Linked DNA regions of Hordeum vulgare: region 1 is linked to region 2. A link is a contact called in public Hi-C data. All regions are on one chromosome and are shown on one strand. The core of a region is the stretch at or near the end of the contact, and the rest is flanking DNA. Distances in the headings are between cores, read along the strand shown. Region 1 holds the start of LOC123427060. Region 2 holds the start of LOC123427052.

The links. A called contact is a pair of places that touch in the nucleus more often than the background predicts.
Region 1: a contact with region 2 is called in a Hi-C map of leaf, with 3 times the contacts expected there. The contact joins the promoter of LOC123427060 here to the promoter of LOC123427052 in region 2. A contact is called at or near these places in 1 of 6 Hi-C or Micro-C datasets (leaf) and 1 of 1 datasets of contacts at active chromatin or transcription factors (embryo).

The regions. Positions count from the first base shown.
Region 1 is chr2H:535,889,938-535,893,938 of MorexV3_pseudomolecules_assembly, reverse strand. It overlaps LOC123427060, which reads right to left and starts at 1,446. Exons shown (of 5, transcript XM_045111004.1): 1 at 1,049-1,446. The coding sequence starts at 1,134. It overlaps LOC123427058 (ATP-dependent DNA helicase Q-like 5), which reads right to left. Exons shown (of 21, transcript XM_045111001.1): 17 at 3,367-3,545; 18 at 3,239-3,263; 19 at 3,037-3,152; 20 at 2,739-2,944; 21 at 2,332-2,652. The coding sequence ends at 2,860.
Region 2 is chr2H:535,057,459-535,061,680 of MorexV3_pseudomolecules_assembly, reverse strand. It overlaps LOC123427052, which reads left to right and starts at 2,076. Exons shown (of 4, transcript XR_006622357.1): 1 at 2,076-3,396; 2 at 3,592-4,196.

The DNA of each region.
Region 1 (4,001 bases), core at 197-2,696, 830 kb before region 2:
GAACCACCCAGGACACAATCATGTCACACACATGACAGATACAAGCAGAGCCTAGGAATCGTCACTTACTTTGCCAATAGCCACTCTTAAAAGTTCAAAAACAAAGCCACTCTTTGCAGAGAACATGCATAACTCTTATGGGCAGGATCATCACAAAGTATTGATTAATCATCTCAATGGCAGTAGAACCAAAGTAAGGAAATACAGGTAGCATTATGTAACCAACTTGCCTCTAGCATTAGACATGCAGCAAATTTGCTACAGAAATCACAAATAATACCCTTATCTGGCAGTAGAACCAGAATGGATGTGAAAAGGTTAGGCTTCTAAGTGCCCCACCAAACCATCCGTATGATCCTAAAATGCTCTCAGATTAATTAATACTCCCTCCGTCCGGAAATACTTGTCGAGTTCTAGATACATCCATTTTTATTCTCCGACAAGTATTTCCGGACAGAGGGAGTAGCTAAAACCTCATGACTATGAGTAATGTGATACAGGGATGTCTCTCCACTACTTCCAGACGAAAACATACCGAAAGGGTACACAAAACTTTTGGCGCATTTTTTGTCCTAGTTGGGTAACTGTAAGCGTTCGTCCAACTCTCGCCCACGTGGCATATCCGGCATTTCCGCTGCCTCTCGTTGACAAAGTATTCTGCGGGTGGTTCATGAATAGCTGGTTTCAGAAGCAGTTGACGCAGATCATACTACCAGCGAAGCAAAACGAAACGCAGAAATAAGAGGAAGATCTCGCTAAGGTTGGCGAGGATCCACAGCCTATGTACGAAACTGATCAGCGGAATTATAGAAGGGAAAAAAGAGACTAAATAGAATTTAGCCAAATCCCGTTCCTAGCAGGTCTCGAATCCAAATCTCCGTTCACCTTCGCGCTAAGCAGATAAGCAACGAACTCCCGACCACCAAAATCGCACGCGCTCCCACAGGCTCAGCAATGCTCGCACAGGCAGCAGCCCGATGAGCGGAGCCAAGCCATCGATCATAACTGTAACGCGGGGCGGGGGAGGGGAGGGGAGCAGCTGGCTCACCAGGTGGTGAAGAACTTGGCGGACTGCGCGACCGCGAAGGCGAGGAGCCCCGCGACGAGCGGGTAGTTCACCACGGCGGCGGCCATCTCCAGCTAGGGTCGGGTCTCCTCGATCTCCGGCGGAGCCCTCTGGTACGGCGCGAGGGGAGAGGATTCGGGCTCGGCGCGAGGAAGCAACTGGAGGATGGCTGGCCTGGCTTCGTCTTCCTTCCTTCCTTCTGCCGTCGGCTTTTCCCCTCCCCCTCTCGCTCTCCTCCTGCGTGCTCTGGTAAATTCTGCGTGCGTGCGTTCGTGCCGCGCTACTCCTCCTACCAGTCTTTACGGACCCCGTTGCGCTGCGCTGCCGTCACGGCCCACGGAGAATAGATGGACCGACCGACGCGAGCACGGAATATTGCTTTTCCGGGGCTGGATTCCGTGGCACGGGAGAGTCGTTCGAATCGTTGCCCTGTTGGAACGGCACGGGCCCCGGCTGCCTGGTGTTGGTGTGGCCCCTCCGTTACGGACGGCTGGCTAGGATGGATAGCGATGGGCGTTGTGGGCGAATGAATATGCTTCGGGTCGCTAGATTTGAGCCACGCGAATATGCCACGCCATCGTCAAGTGCTTCGGTGGTTCCAGTACCGCATCAACCTGGTAGCTCACATAATTAATTAATTAAACAAAGGCAGCTACGTGTTCACCGGTGCAACAGCAACCCCGCTTACGTGTTGCTTGAGGTGCGAGGCCGCTGGTCGGTCGGCGGTCCAGATGCAGTACCGTGACATTGACACGGTTTCAGTTGAGGACATCCGGTTTGGGGTTTTTTTTTTTTTTTTTTTTTTGAAATTTCGGTTTGGGTATGTTGGGTATGGGCTGTGTGCACGCTTTGTCTCCCGTGCCGTGCCGGACGATGCAAATCTACAATTTGACTGCCTCTCTCTGCAAGCGACATGGTAGACGCCATGGCTAGGCCCCCATGGTTCGTACGGCAGCACACAGGACACGGTGTTCCAGCTAAAGCCGTGCGCTCCTGCCGGTGAACAAACGCTGCAGGACGCACCGCCTCAAGCTCGTACCTGCACGATCAATCGAATGGATCGGTTCACTCCAAGAATGATAGAGGCGCGCTGCCAGGACCCGCACCGTGTGCCTCTCCCAGAGCATATGCGAATATGCGGCGGCAGCATGCAATGAAACTGCCAACCACCAAATAACAATGCTAAGATCAGAGCTGACAACGGCAGCATGCAATGAAGCCAGGTTGGCCAGTCAACTCGAACAAGTGCGACCAAGACTCGGGGATACTCGGCTTCGGCTGATGCTGCTAAGTAATGAATATACATATCAGTATTACAGGTTCACAAGTTAGTTTCACACTGGATTATTACTAAAACGTTTAAGCATAACACAGCAACCCTCTCATCTGTCGACCTAGTATATCACTGGTTTCTCTTTGTTTCTTTAATCAGGAAATGTCTCTTCTTAAGCATCTTGATCCTGGCTGACCCGCCATATTACATAGACAGCTTGACTGAAAGGCCCGCGATGGTTTGCTGCATAGATACTTCACGCCGACGTGGCTGGTGTCCGCTCTGCAACCAATACTTTTTTTTTCAACCGCCTCTGCAAATTTATGGAAGCAACGGCGATCAGCGTTGAGCATTCGGGATAACAACTATTGGAGCATGTACATGGGAGTGGGCACGAACCTTCTCTGTGGTTAAATTTCTATCCGATTCCTGGTTTCAAACTTCATTCTTATGCATGTACTGTACATTGTAGCCTGGCAAGACCGCAAGACAAGGGTTCTGACTGATTGCTCTTGCAGCACTATTCACCCTTTCCAACGAATTTAACTAGCTCGGCTTTGGCAGCTTGTATGACCACTGGGAAATCAACCTCCATATAGCGTCCCCTGTGGGTAAAAACTTCAGCCCGTGAGCTAAATCGGTGGAAAGAGAAGATATACATAGATATAACAAAATGCGTCCGGAGAGAGAGAGAGACCAGAAGTGGTTTTTGGACCAGGTAGCAGCTGGGAAAGACGGGCTGGAGATGCCGTGCATAATCCTCGCGACGGCCCTCGGGGTGAATTTGGCAAACGAATTGCTCTGGAGGAATACCTGGCAGCGCAGTGAAGAGATTGTCAGGCGGGCCTGTTACATTGCTACCAATCACAGTGGAAAATGCACCTGGTGTTAGTTCTTACCTTTATGTCGGATTGCAAGAACGTGCTGCAGGAAGCAAAATCAAACATTCCATCAGATAAGACTTAAGCTCGGGACAGCGTAAGAAGCAAATGCTCTGGTGAGTTATGTGGGAAGAGAGCACACAAACCTGCTCTTGCGGAGCGGAGTACAGTAATCATCGTCTGGTGTGCCTTCCTTCTTGCTGAAGTAGTTTATAATCCTCTTCTGGATGCATGGGGTGTGCTCGGAGCCAGAACAGCCATCTGTCTTCTTACAACCTTTGACAGCATAGTCCGCAAGAGCAAACATGGCGTCTAGTTTCCTGATCTGTTTAAACAGTCCGTTAATATGCATAACTGAGACTAAGCTATCATTTATAAAAGCCTATTGAGTACTCCCTCTGTCTCAAAACTCTTGTCTTAGATTTGTTTAAATATGAATGTATCTAGTCAAGTTTTAATATTTAGATACATACATTTCTAGACAAAGCTAAAACAAGAATTTTGAAACGGAGGGAGTACATGATTTACTGCCTCTAAGGAATACTCCCTCAAAATAAGTGTCTTAAGTTTAGTACATTTTTATACTAGAGCTAGTACAAAGTGGAACCAAAAGTCCGAAATCATGAAAAGGGCTAGTGCAATCCACATATACTGTAACACCCCCTCTCACGTGTGACGAGGAAGACAAGTCAACACGTGCAACCGGAAGAGAGCGACGGCACGCGAAACTCACGTATGACTCAAGAGGCCTCTACGTGGACACAAAGGAGGGGGCTACCAG
Region 2 (4,222 bases), core at 827-3,326:
AGGTTGCACCTAGCATGACACGTGGCAGACGTACAAGGCGGTGGATGCTTTCTGTGAGATCCGCCGGCGGCAGGAGAACGTTTTCCTTATTTAAACAACCCTCAATTTGTATTTACTTGTTCTTTATTATCTTGCAAACCTATCTATTACACCTACAAAGTACCTCTAAATTTATTCCCGTAAAATAGTTTATTTCTTGTACTAGATAAAGTGAACATTGTTGTGCCTAGAGTTGGATCGGTGGTGATAAAACTTGAGAGAACATTAGTTCTATCTTTAGATCCTTGGATTCGACATTTTTACATATAAAAAAGGCTACAAACGATCCCTTATAATTGCGGGTTATCACTTCCACCTTAACATATGTCGTTGTAATGCTCATACTAACTTTGTTTGTTATTCTTTTTCCTTGATGGGATGAGCTAAGCTCAGCATTCACAAAATCTCTAGAATAAAGACCAATTGAGAAATATAAGCAACATTTAGTGCCAAGAAGACATGGGTTATGGCGAAACAAGCATCCTTCACTTTCAAGTTTGTGCATGAGAAAAACTTGTCAGTGAAGAGGAAAAAAATGCGTATGTGAAACTCCTTTGAGTAATGCATTCATGTGGTGATCACCCCTCTCCCCCTTGAGTCCGGGAAAAACTATGTTTGTTACACACACACACGAAGAGGAGCAAAGGATGGCTACTCAAGTTTCCTTGGTCGGATGATCTAAGTCTAACATTTCCGAGTAATCAAGAGAATGAATGCATACAAATAAATATGAGCAGAATCAAGTGCCATCTAGATAACATTGGTTATGGCGGAACAACCATCCTCCTCTTCCAAAGTTAAACTTGTAAGAGAAGACGAACCAAACTCGTGTGAGGGCATCTTTAATGCTGACCCTCGATGTGTCCATATAGGTCGAGATAACAGTGCTTGGACCATTTTTGTTATTCAACGAAGACCCTTAAATGTTTTATGAAAGTCCATGTAACATGCGGAGGTCCGCTTGACTCAATTTTATTTGGACCCTAATAATGTCCACACTACCCATGAGGATATCCTCTATGTCTGGCCTAACTCTGCCGTTCGGATTTGACACGTATCTCATGAACATGATTAGATGACTGACTGCCTTATTCTATACGTGGATGCGTGTGAATGCTGTTTGCGGGCGGATAATGCGTTTGTTTTAGAAGACATCGTTGGAGATGCCTAACAAAACGTGTATGACTGAGCCTAACTTAGACGTTTAAGTTATTTGTGATGGAACAACTCCATTAGGGTTCAAGTTATAGACCTATCATTAATACTTTCATTTTTCAAGATTTATTTCAGCCTTTCCGAAGATGTTTGATGTGCGGTTGAAGACGTTTCCATCGACCATGTGGTCACATGTGATGATTCTCTCAATCTCAGAATGTGATGTCAGCTTGGTATCATGGAGATGCTCATAGAATTAAAGTGTGCGTGCGTTTTTAGAGATGGATGCATGTGTATGTTTATGAGTGCGCATGTTGTTAAAAACAAAACCGTCGTTAAAAACAAAACAAAAACGTGTGTGTAAAATTTCTTCGAGCAGACCCACAAAAAAAACATTCCTTCGAGCAAAATGCATTCAGGCAGGATCATGCTCCTCCTCCCCCATTGTGTTGAAGGAGAAAAAAACTATGTACCTTTGTCAGGCACGCATGGACAGGAGCAAGCGTGATCGTTCCCGTTCCCGTTCCCGTTCCCGTTCCGTTATGCAAGTACACAGAAGTACTACTATATTGACCTAAGCAAATCCTACGGCCCTAATCCAATTCCAGAAGGAAATCGATCAATTCGGAAGATCCAGATCAGCCGCAGTAAAGGAGGCGATAAATTCCTTTCCAAAACCAACGAGCCGTCCATCCAGGATCCACAACCGCACGGACACGGTCACACGCGCGCGTCTCGCTCCAACAGTCCAACTGGCGCGAAAATCGCACGGCCGGTGCAGAGGAAAGGCGGAGGCGCACGGGAAAACCCGGGAAGAAAATATTCCCAGGAAAAAGAGATCCCCCGCCCGCGCACGCCCCGGAGAGGAGAGGAGAAGAGGAAAACCCACAGCGGAACGCAACAAACGAGAGAGAGAGAGAGCGGGGAGAGCCGCCCGCCCCGGACGGAAGTAGAAAAGGGGATCGGGCCGGCCGCCCCCACCCCCAGAGCAGGCAGGCAGGCAGGCAGGCCACTACGCGCGCGCCCTCCCTCCTCTCCAACCCCTCTCCTCCTCCCGTTGGCTCCCCCTCCCTCGCGCCGCGCGGAAGGCCAAGCGGGAGAAGGAGAAGGAGCCTTGGAGATTTTCGCGGAACCACCACCACCCCCACCCTCCCATCAAGGTTTCACCGCCACCACCCGTCCTCCCCCCACCACCCGTCGCCGCTCCAACAATCCCAGTCGAGTCATCCACCCCACCCCACCGCCGCCGCATTCGCAGGTGTCCAACCCCCGCGTCCTCTGCAGAGCCGCCAATCCCCTCCCGCCCCGTCGGCTCGCGGATCTCGGCTACCGCCGGCGCCGGTGTGGATTCCGCTCCCGTGGTCGGTTGTTTATTGCTCTGATTTGGGCCCGGATTCTCCCCGGATTGCGTTTCCTCTTGATTGATGGGGCCGCTGCCGCTGCTCCGGCTCGGGGTCTGAGTCCGATTCGGGCGGAAGGTAGACAGATTGTCGTCTTTTTATTGACCCCCTGCCCCTGCCCCTGGTCTCCCTGCTGCTGTTGTTGTTGGATTGATTTGGGATCCGAGATTGCTCCGTGAAGTTTTTGGTCCTAGGGATATTTTTTGATTGGCCCGGATCAGGAATAGAGGGTTCTCTTGTTGGGGGGAGAGGGGGATCTAGGGTTGCGTCTTCTCTAGTTCTCCGTGTATGTGCATATTCCATAGAAAAAACACCAAAAAAAAGAAGAAGAGAGCCAGGAGGTGGTGGAGGAGGAGGAGAGTGCACTGGAATTTGGAGCTCATGGCGCTGAATTATCCGTCCTGCTCCTTCTTGGTCAGCGACGAGTGCTCTGCCCTGATGCGAGGGTGTGGATGCTGGTCGGAGGAGGCATCGCCCCTCTCGTCCCCAGGGGTCAACTCCAGGCGCCGGGATGATTTCGAACGGGACCCTGCAGATCTATTGCCCGTGGATCCCTTCGGGATGAACTTGGGGCACACGCTCACTGCCGCCCTCGCCAGTTGCCTTGACCGCACGGTCATGTCTGGTCCAGGGCGTTTTGGAAGCAGTGACGGTGGCAGGTCCGTTCGTCCTGCTGACTTGAGTTTTTACATGGACCTGGAACACGCTATGGCGCTCTCCCGGGAGCCATCTTACCTCCCAGCTGGCTGCAGTCGTGCTTTTGAGGGCCCCTCTGGGTTTGGAGGCCTTTATGATGCCCGAGGCGCCAACTGCTCTCAAGGATTGCCCGCCCTTGCGTCCTGCTCGCGCTCAGTTGTACCCACAGAGGATCAATCCACTTCTGGCAATGCTGCATTGGGGTGCCCTGATGATGGAGATGATGTCGTGGGAAGTGTCCCACATGACGAGATGATGTATGCTCCCTCTGGGTTTGGAGGCCTTTATGATGCCGGAGGAGGCGCCAACTGCTCTCAAGGATTGCCCCCCCTTGCGTCCTGCTCACGCTCAATTGTACCTGGAGATGATCCATCCACTTCTGGCAATGCTGCATTGGGGTGCCCTGATGATGGAGATGATGACGTGGGAAGTGCCCCACATGACGAGATGAAGTATGCTCCCTCTGGTTTTGGAGGCCTTTGTGATGCCGGAGGCGCCAACTGCTCTCAAGGATTGCCTCCCCTTGCGTCCTGCTCATGCCCAATTGTACCTGGAGAGGATCCATCTACTCCTGGCAATGCTGCATTGGTGTGCCGTGATGGAGATGATGCCGTGGGAAGTGCCCCACATGACGGGATGACGTATGCTCTTCGCTATCTTGGGCTTCGTGAGATCCTAGCTACAGAGATGGTGTGCAAGTCTTTGCATGCGGCTATCCGCAGTGTCTGCTTCGTGAATTGTTTGCACATTGAACCGGTATTGAGCGGAAAGATATCTGATCCTGATCTTCTACGCCTGACACAGAAGATTCCAGAGGGTTTCGAGTGTCTAAATATAAATGACTGCATAAATATCACCGACAATGGTTTGAATGTTGTTCTTCAAAGCAATCTGAAGTTAACAAAGGTTAGTATGCTCACAATCCTTTTTGC